Regions from separate parts of the Rattus norvegicus genome. Here region 1 is linked to region 2. The links are chromatin contacts, called in public Hi-C maps. All regions are on one chromosome and are shown on one strand. The core of a region is the stretch at or near the end of the contact, and the rest is flanking DNA. Distances in the headings are between cores, read along the strand shown.

Evidence for each region. Hi-C and Micro-C count contacts between places; a contact is called where the count stands out from the background.
Region 1: a contact with region 2 is called in a Hi-C map of frontal cortex, with 1.6 times the contacts expected there. The contact joins the promoter of Slc8b1 here to the enhancer-like site in region 2. A contact is called at or near these places in 2 of 12 Hi-C or Micro-C datasets (frontal cortex and mammary epithelial cells).

Annotation. Positions count from the first base shown.
Region 1 is chr12:41,711,546-41,716,645 of GRCr8, reverse strand. It overlaps Slc8b1 (solute carrier family 8 member B1), which reads left to right and starts at 3,045. Exons shown (of 16, transcript NM_001017488.1): 1 at 3,045-3,109; 2 at 4,732-4,954. The coding sequence starts at 4,799.
Region 2 is chr12:41,537,464-41,542,530 of GRCr8, reverse strand. It overlaps Dtx1 (deltex E3 ubiquitin ligase 1), which reads right to left. Exons shown (of 10, transcript NM_001427621.1): 4 at 4,467-4,528; 5 at 4,029-4,190; 6 at 3,770-3,831; 7 at 3,304-3,462; 8 at 3,029-3,190; 9 at 2,844-2,933; 10 at 1,098-2,354. The coding sequence ends at 2,130. It overlaps Rasal1 (RAS protein activator like 1), which reads left to right. Exons shown (of 22, transcript NM_001108335.1): 22 at 1-666. The coding sequence ends at 77. Among named protein-coding and RNA genes, the nearest start is that of Dtx1, 30 kb to the right of the region's middle. Within about 2 kb of position 1,285, at least 47 of the 93 cell types and tissues checked have an H3K27ac peak or open chromatin away from gene starts, as enhancers often do.

The DNA of each region.
Region 1 (5,100 bases), core at 1,796-4,295, 170 kb before region 2:
CTAATGAACTACAATCCAGAATTAGAGGGCTCACCTGTGATCCCGATCTTGAGGCTGGATGACACAAGTTTCTGATTCGGATCTTGGCATGGAGATCTTGAGGCCTAGTGGCTGTGAAAAGCTTAGGCCCAGGCAAGGTAGTACATGCCTTTAATCCCAGGAGACTGAGACAAGGAGATCTCTGAGTTTAAGGTCAGCATGGGACAAAGCAAGTCCCAGATCCCAGGTAGTGGTACACACCTTTAATCTGGGCCACACCTTCTGCTGGAGGCCTACACAAGGACATTGGAAGAAGGAAGCTTCTCTCTTCTTTGCCCCCTTGCATTTACTTGCCAGCACATCTGTTGGAACCTCCCTCTACAGAAGACCAGCTGACACAACCAGCCGCATGGGACTGAGCAACTACTAGATTTTCAGACTTCTAATTCACAGCTGACCATTGTTGGGGAGGTCAACACAACAAATTCCCTTAATGTAGAGACATTCCATACAGTCTGTGACTCTAGACAATGCTGACTAATAGACATCCCAATCCTCTGCTGAGCTCTGAGATTACAGGTGAGCCCTAGCACACCAGGCTTGTGTAAGACTGGGGATGGAACCCAGGGCTTCAGAGATGCTGGTCAAATAAGCTACAGGCCAGCCCAGCTTTTGTTGATTTGGGGTTAGTTCATAAGGGACTGGGGACAGGAGCCACATACCAGCACATACCTGTGATCCAAGTACTCAGGAGAGGCAGGGGGATCAGGGATCCAAGGCAGTCTGGGCTATGTAGCGAAACCTTGCCTCCAAAAAGAGACCAAAGACAGGACAAGACCGCCTATGGTGCCACAGGTAGTCATCCACTCCATGGGACTTGGGGGCTTTCCCTTCCTGACACGCAATATAGCCCCGTTCTGTTCCTCACAAAAGCCCCTGCCGAGGACTTCTGTGGACCAAAACACAGTGGCAGCTGATGCTTCCCAAATAAGGTCACATCGGAATCTTAGGTCTCACATTCCCTGGTCGAGTCAGGGGCTGTTTCCTCTCCACAGTGGCTATGAAGGAAGTGCCACCACTCTGTACTCTTAACTTCTGCCACAAATTCCCAGAAGGGGGTATAGCTCCCCCTTGCTCTCCAGTCCCTGGTGCTGACCCCCCTTGAGGTATCACGTGAACACACATCTATGCTTGTGTGGCCTTGTGCTGGGGAAGCTAGGCAAAGAGGAGTATACGGAGAGCGTCCCTGAGGCTATGCAGAGAAAGGCAAATGTCTGAGCATCTGGAGGAGCAGGCAGAAGAGCTTGGGCTAGAACCTTTACACAGAGTCTCTCAAAATCACGCCTTTCATATGCTCAGATATATATTAAGATGCTGGTGGATTAGATCTGTGACTTTGGGGGTGGTTGTTATGTAGCAATAGTTAACAGGTACATGTAGGAGTCTCCCCATGGAGGGGAGGAATTCGATACTGTTGCCTGCTCTTTGTGACATGTGACACACTGACGTTGGTCCTTGTACACTCGAGAATTGTGGTAATGATGGTGTGGCTTGGTGCTACACACCTTTAATCCTTGTACTAGGGAGGCAGAGGAAGGCACATCTCTGTGAGCTTGGTCTTACATGGCTGGTTCTGGGACAGCGAGGGCTTCATAGAGAGATCCCGTCTCAGAGCAAGCAAACAAAGAAACAGAAAAGAATAGTTGGTGCCGACAATGGGGGTTCTGGAGTTCTACTGCTCAACTTATTATTATTATTATTATTATTATTATTATTATTATTATTATTATTATTAAATTGTATTTGTCTTACATCCTGACCCCAGTTTCCCCTCCCTCCCACCTGTTCCGCTTACCATGCCAGATGTTGTAACACATGCGGCTTACTGAATACATTACATTTGTTAATTTGGTGTGTGTGTGTGTGTGTGTGTGTGTGTGTGTGTGTGTGTGTGTGTGAGTGTGTGCGCACATGCGTGCACACATGTGCCATGGTGCACGTGTGGAAGTCAGAGGACAACCTCCAGGAGTAAGAGCTCCATCCCTGTTGGGTTCCAGGGATCAAGCTCAGGTTGTGGGGCTTAGCGTCATTGCCCTCATTACACACTGAGCCATCCCTGCAGCCCCGGTGTGCTCTTTAATTAACTGTGATTCTGGGTACTAATCCTATGGCTGAGGTTACTCAGCAAGTGCCCACCAGTGCCATTGATTTTCCCACCTCGCCACATTTGCATTCTGGGAAATGGTCTTTCTAAAGCCTTGAACTGGAACCCGGGCAGGCTTTGAGTTTGTTTTTAATCTCACCAGCCTCCTGAGAGGCTGAAGTGGCAGGGCTATGCCGCTATCCATCTTGATGTTTGCTGTAGCTGGGGGTGCAGCTCAGTGGCTACGTGTGTGCCTAGCATCCAAAGGACGCTGTAGAGGGGAATGCTGAGAAACCTCACGAGGATCCTCAGGTCCTGGTGTTCCAGGCTCTACAGTCAGACTACTTGCAGGCAGCAGGAGGCCATTTTCACTGGGTGTATTTTCAAATCATCACCACCACCATCATTGTCACCCTCATCTTTATCACCATCATACTGAGAAAATGTCTTGCTGTGATGCTCAAACTGGCCTTAATATCACAATCTTCTTGCCTCTGCCTCCGGAGTCCCAGGATTACGGGCACACATCACCACATCCTGTTTCCCCTTACATTACTATAACTCTCACCCTTCCACCCATCCTCAGTAACGGAAGCTCCAAGCTTCACCTCCCTCAGACTTCTCTCGTGCCTCCTGAAATCTATAACCCACGTGCTTTCTGTATAGTTTTTGCCTGAAAGCAGAAGTGACTGGCTGGGGACAGAAAGCGGGTGGAGAATGAGGAAGACTTCAGGGGACAGTTCACACAGTCTCACTCTCGGCTGGGAGACTGCGTCTTTAAGAGCTGGGGCGGGGCGCGCCTTAAGGGCGTGTTCTAGGCGGGGATAGAGAGACCTGGGCGTGGCTCGACTGGTAAGTGGGCGGGACGGGGTTTGTGGGGGCGTGGCCCGGCAGCTGCGGGCCGGGACTCTAAGGGCGGAAGGTTGTGGCGCTGGCTGTCCTAGCTAGAGGAAGACTCCAGGCTCTCGTACCCAGGCCCCACCCGAGGTAAGAGGAGCTTCGCAGCCCGAGCACCCGTCACCCCAACTTCAGCTTCTCAAGCCGAGTTCCAGCTGGGACCCCAGATCAGAAAGCGCTGCCCGGTTCCCATCCCCATCCCTTGCCATCAAGTCTACACACAGGTGTCCACAACCCGGAGGCGCTCAGTTAGTGCTTACTTGGAAATGAGTGACTTGTGTTGGGGACGCGGTGTCTGGCTGCCCCTTGGGTGAGCGCTCGAGTCCATTTCACAGATGCGGACCCAGAGGGCATAAGCCCAGCCTTCCCCAAACAGAAAATGCAGAGAGGGAACTGGAGGGCTGAGTGTTTTTCCACTCCACATCCGTGCCAAGTGAAGTAGCTAGAAAAAGGAGGGAAGAGACTCATTCCCTGTCAACAGGTGAGGAAGCGGCTGGGTTCCCTTCCTCCTCTGGGGTCACATCTTGTCCTTTTCCCTCCTTCCCCCGGTGGTGGCGATTTAGAAATGGTTGGGCAAAGAACCACACCCCCTCAAAAAAACAAAAAACAGCTCTAATGGCCTTTGCCTCCCCGATTGCAAAAAATCAAATGCACAAAACGTTTGAGGCAGCTTGCCTGAGACGTGGAGCCAGTTTTCTGCTTGGATAGAAAAATAAAACTCTTTCCTCCTGTCTAGAGGAAGTGAGTTATTCCTACTGCAGCCCCACCCCCGCCTCTGCTGGTCCTAGTTTAGGTGGCTTTGAGCAACTCACTTCCCTCTGGGCCTCGATTTCCCCATCCAAGAACTGTTGGCTTTGTGGCTTTCTTCCTTGCCACACGACTTGGGGAGCCTGGTGAACTTTTATCCTCATTCAGCAATGTGTGGCGCTTTAGCTGACAGTCAGGAATTAGTCACTTCCTGGTGCCTCCGTTTCCCCATGGAAGGATACACCAACAGGTTGTTGAGGTTGTGAGGCACCAGCCTCTTTGGTCACAGCCAAGTCCAACCTCAGCCACTGAGGAGGCTGAGGCAAAAGAAATAGGCGCTCAAGGTCAGCCTGGCAGACTTTCGAGATCCTGCCTCAAAATAAGAAGTAGGAAGAGGGCTAGAACCAGGCCGTGGTTCAAATTTATAATCCCAACGCTTCCAAACCAGAAGCAAGAGGACTGTCACTAGCTCAAGGGCAGCCTGGGCTACCTAGTGAATTCCAGGCTAGCCTGTCTCAAAAAAAAAAAAAAATCATCAAGGCTGGAGATTATAGCTCAATGGTAGAGTGCTTGGCAAGCGTATGTAAGTCCCCGAGGTCCATCTTTGATGTCACCCAAAAAGAAAAAATAACAACAACAACAAAAACCTTGAAAATCTGAGTTCCTAGTTCTTGCGACTGAACTCCTACTTCTCATACTGATGTCATTCAGCTGTTTGGCTCGCTCCCTAAGCCTCTTGCAAACCTCTTGAAGGGCAGGTCCAGGGAGACCCCTAGGGGGTGAGTGGTGGTGGGGAGCACTCCGGAACAGGAAGCATGTGATGCCGGCCCAGGAGGGAAGTGCTGCTTGGGAAAGGGGCTTCCATATGGGTAGGATAGGGACTTGGCTTTGCAGGAAAAGGTCCCTGGGCTCCTCCTCCTGAGGCCTGCAGTGATAGAATCCCCTCCTCTTACCCCACCCTGCAGGCACTGGAGTGGCCAACCCGCGGAAACTCAAGTGAGCAGAGGGCGCTGGTCAGGCCCCAAGGGGCCCATGGCAGGCAGATGGCTGGATCCGCTCTGGGCGCCTGGCTTCCTCTGTGTGGCTCTGATACTGGAGACGGCATCTGGGGCCGGAGATCTATCCACAAAAGCACATGGACACATCCAGTTTTCAGCCAGAGGTGTCAACCAGACTGCCATGGCAGACGTGAGTACCCTGGCAGGACAGGAAGGTGGGTCTGGTGGGGGCGTGTCTGTTCTGTTCCCAGCTAATCATCATGTGACCCTGATCTACAGGAGCTCAGTTGGCCCCGCTGAGAGATAAAGGTAGAGATTTCAGAGAACAGTGAGCTA
Region 2 (5,067 bases), core at 36-2,535:
GGGAGGCCACCACCCGTCTGCTGCAGGTACTTGAAGACTTGGAGCAAGCCCATGAGGAATTCCAGAAACGGGGCTAGGGGAAAGTGGCCCTCTAGGACACTGGATGCTGAGAAGGTGCCAGAGCCAGTTGGGGACAGAGCCACGGGGCTTCCCTGAGCTTACTTTGGCCTAGGCATCTTCATTGTCGTGGCTTGGAGCCTCCCAAAGTGTGGTCCTGTGTGCCCTGTAGCCAGCCAGGGCATAGGAACCTTTAAGAGGGCCCAGCCTTGTACCGACTGACCAAACCTCACTTCCTTCTCTGAGCCTGGAGCCTCAGCTTCACTGGATACAGCTCCTCCAGTACCGGTGGAACCCATACCGGTGGCACCCATCTCACCCCAAGCTGCTGGGTGCAGCTGTACCTGAACTCCAATCCTGGCTGATGCAGAAAAACACTCAATATGCTTGACCAGGAACTTCCCGTGTTATCACTTCCGTGGGCCCCGGTGACCTCACAGATCCTTCTGTACCCCACTTTCATCTGGCAGTCCCGGCCTCAAGCTTCTGGGACCCGGTGTTCTCGGAAGAACGGACTGGGAGCCCAGCATGCCAATTTGGAGCCTCGAAGCTGGACACGGGCTCTTCCTCCCTCCTATACCCTGTATAAAGTGACGTGTGAGCATGCTTAGCTGTGAAGTGTTAAAATCAGGGTACCCTAGGGGCCAGTGAGAAGCTTCTTAGCTAGAAATAGAGGTTCCCAGGCTCTGCCCTAGCTACTGAATGCATTTAAGGATTTGGAGGGGCAGGTGTGTGAGTCCTGGGGCTCAATGGTTCTGTGGGTTTGAGGTGTGGCTTGAGAGTAACCCACAGAGGGGACACAATCGGCTGGCAGAGCTGGAAGAGCCTGTGAATCCTGAGTTTGCCTAAGGAGAGCTCTGGACAGGAAAAAAACCTCAAGTCCATCAGGCTGGATTCCGAGCACTAGGAAAGGTGTGGCGCAAGGTCCATGCCCTGCTCCCCTCCCCCTCCCCCACTGCCCCTAGCTTGCTACTGTCTCTCAAGCCATCCTCGGTGTTCCAAAGGAGCACCGTCACCCAGCAGGACAAAAAAAAAAGACCTGACAAGGAGAAAGACCATTTATTTCTCCACCCACAGTGGGACTGGTAGATTTTTTTCCCCCAAAGGAGCAATTGCTGGCGTCCCTTTAAAGCTTGGCTAACTTCCATCCCAACAGCCAATCCTCAGAGGCGGAGCTGGTGAGTTGCCTGGGCAACGGACCTCTGGTTGGCCTGAGATGATCAGCCACCCACCGCTTATTTCCAAGCAGGGAGAAGTTAACGCTTTGCTGCTCGCTCAGCTCAATGCGTGAGCCTGAACAAGGCCTCCCCATCGCTCCTGAAGCCAGAAGTGGGTCTCAAATGTCCGGAGCGTTTTAGTTGGGGAGAAGCCAGTACAGAGGCAAGGACGATGTCTTTGCCTGGGATAGACAGAGGTCAAGAGATGGGCACAGGAGGAAGAAGTAAGGGTCCCGGAAAGGCAGACACAAGCACAAAATAAGATAGCCTCGTCCCCAGTGGCCTGCGAAAAGCTACTCAGTAACCCGGGATTTCTACCCCGTTTGGCTTTGCAGTGCTCAGTGGGCAGGTGGCGGTGCTGACGTGGGTTAAAGGGTTGAGGCTCAGGGGCAGACTTGCCCCTGAAAGCCTTACAGAGTCCCCACTATCCCGTGCTTGACTCAAGTCCTGGGAGGGGGACAAACCTATAGAGCTTGTATAATGGAGACACAGGTGGAATCCACAGGATGTGTCATGGGAGTCTTTCTGTCTCTTTTCTCCCCAAGCTGGGAGAAGTCAGAGGCACGTGGGTGTACGTGCGTGAGTGCGTGCGTGCAACAGGACACGTGTGCGTTCGTGTGTGGTGTGAAGGGCAAAGCGCCATCGTTTCCATAGGGAAGTCGCCCTTTCTGGTGGTCCTATCTCTGCTGCTCTTGCCGGAAGCCACAGGTTGGAACCAGCTGGCCTGGTGTGCTTCCATCACCCCCCACAGCCACCAGCCAGATCCCCTCAGCGCTTCTGGCTCCTCCCACCTGGTGGAGGGAGGCATGTGCCGGGCTAAGGGCGAGGCAAGAGGGAAGGCAGGCAACTCAGGCCTCAGGCCTTAGCCATAGCCTCAGAAACACCCTGGGCGGTGAGCTCAGCCAGCACGTTGTCTAGGTAACTGGCGTCCGGATAGCCGTGGCCAGTGAGGTTGGAACCAAACTCCGTCTTGTGGTGAATCTCGTTCCACACCACGGTGTCTGACTCGCCCGTGGTGTTGGATGTTCCAATAGTGAAGATGAGTCTGCGCTCCCAGGCGGTGATGAGCAATCTCAGCACCTGGAGGAAGAGGGGTGGGGTGGGGGTGTATATCACAGGCAGTCTGAGCCTTAACCAGCTCCATTACCATCCACTACATAAAGTTCTGCTTCTTTCGGGGCTTGTCATCAGTACTGACCAGGCTTAGACCCCACTCTTGGTACTAAATAGTTACTTTGTGAATTAGTTCCCAGGATTAAAGATCTGGAGATTTCACAAGACAATCTAAACGTGACTGGCTTCCTGGTTAAACAGTAAAATCACGTGACCCAAGTGTGAAGATGAAGGTTTTGAAGAGCTGCTTGGGTTCAAATCCCGGCTCTGCCACTTGGTCGCTGTGCGACTGTACATTAAGTTCATTGCCTTCCCTGAACCTTTGTTTAGCTAGTGAAGAAGAGGAAGCAGATTCAGGACCTGTTGTTTAGCGTGCTGGCTTAGAAAGCAATGACAACAGGGATGAGGGCAAGGGGGAGCATGCCTAAAAGATGTGGAGACCCGGTGGACACCCACCTTCCGGCCCTTCTCATTGTTGGGTAGGTAGCAGTGGCGAGGAAAGCCTCTGGCGGTGAACTTCTTGCCTGGGTTGGGATGTTCAGGGCCCTGTGGGGACAGCAGGAGGGTTTCAGACCACAGATGGAATCTTGGGGGTGGGGGTAGGGAGGCAGAGAGTCGGGGCTGTTGCCTGTGAGGCTCACCTGGATGCCCGTGGGGATGTCATACACAATGCGGATAGTCTGGGTGTCTGCAAAACCAGGGAGCGAGTGGGGGATGAGGTGAAATTCCATCTTCCCAGGTGGCTGTGTCCCTGTCTTCTCCCCATAGATGGCTTTGCAGGTAGGGCACTGCAGGCTGCCATCCTGAGAAAGGTGTGCTGATGTGAGGTCCCCGGGGGTCCCACCGAGCCCCCACCCACTGCCCACCTAACCGCATGGCCCCCACCCACTGCACGGCAGCCCACCTTGTGGCCCACCTTGTTGCCATTGGAGTACATGGCCACCAGGCAGAGCAGGTGGTACATGTGACCGCAGCGGCCCAGGCGGCCCACCAGCTCGGGCCGCACACTCTTGTTCCGGAGCACGCCCTCATAGCCGGATGCTGTGACCAGCCGCTCCATGCAGATGGTACAGTCCTGGATGGCCAAGGAGATGGGGGAGGGCCATGAGGAAGGCCATAGAGGGGTACAAAGTTTGGGCGGGGATGGAAAACCTTGGGGCTGACTCCCTTGCCTGATTAGCCCCGGAACAAGAGGTTAAATGCTTAACCACCCAAAGCAAAAGCCGGAATGGAAAACTTCGCATAAAACCCATCTATCACTATGACGGACAGGTGTGACGCTCTTAAACTTAAGCTCCCCGCCAAGACCAAGTGAGTTCAGTGAGACCAGGATGCCTGGGAGGAGACTGGTCCAGGGTGCTGAGGCTCCTTGGCTGGCTCACCTCATCAGGTGGATTTTTCACCTTCTGCATGTACCTCCGAACCACATCCTCGGGATTCTTGCCTGCAGAGAGATAGTGGGACGTGTCTCTTCGGAGACGTGTCTCTTCGGAGGAGTGGGGGGGGGGTCAAGTGCTGGAGAGCAGGTAGGGGAGCGGCAGGGAGGGCGGGCTCGAAGGGGGAGTTGAGGGCAAGCAGAGGCAGGTGCATGCTGGGTCCTAAGAGCACTGCGGTTGTGTTTGGGGGTCACGCGGGACCTACTTTTCTTGAGGTGTTTTTTCTTGGTCTTGCGGCACACACCGGGCACTCCAGGCACAGGCTTCACATCGCTCTTGCTTACTGGCGGCGGGTGCAGGATGGGTTTGGGCGCCCGTGTGAGGCACACTGGCAGCCCGGCTGCACACAGCAGGATCCCGGTCATTCCTGGGGGTTGGAGGATGGGGAGGGGAGGGTGTAGCGATTAGGGGTGGAGTCATGACAAGCCACGCCTTCCCCTCGTAGAGTTGATGGGGCGGAGGGGGGGGAGTGTGTGCCATAGGTATTTCTCCAGACGCTGACCCTACCCACTCAAGAAAACCATTTCAGGTTAAGGCTAAGCAAACCCAAAAGAAAAGACCCGCCCACCAGTTCATCAAAGGGGCGGAGCACATAGGCTGGGTCTTACCTGCCATAGGCGGGGCCTCATGGATTGGGTCTTACCTGCCAGGGCTGGGTGGACCGGGCCAGTGCCATTCAAGTTCTTCACGGGGAGCGCCGGAACCCTGAGGGGATCAGAAGAAGCTCAAGCTGGACTGGCTCCAGCACAGCCCTGGCTTGCTTTCACCTCAGGGCTCCTCCTGACACACCCTAACTCTTCTGCCTCTCCACCATCTGGATGAACCTTCAGGAAACTCCTTTCCGTCTTGAGCACATATCAGCGATGGGTACAGTCAGTGGACTCTATTGGAAACACCGCTAGGCCTACTTCTGACTCTTGCTTTTAGAGATGCTCTTATGTAGCCCAGGCTGGACTCGAACTTGCACTCTAGCTAAGGATGACCTTGAACTCCTAATCCTCCTGCCTTCACCTCCATCCGGTGTGCTGAGCTTGCACGTGAGTTCCGCCATACTCAGTAGTAGGTGGGGCTGGGGATTGAACCCGGGGCTTCACAACGCGGCAAGCACTCTACCTATTGAACAACATTTCCAGGCTCAACTCCAGACTGCCTCCTCCCACCAGAGAACATTTGGGCCTCAGTTCTCTCCCCTTCTCTGGCTTGGAACCCAACTATCAGTGAGTTAGCGCTCTTAAGGTTTGGTC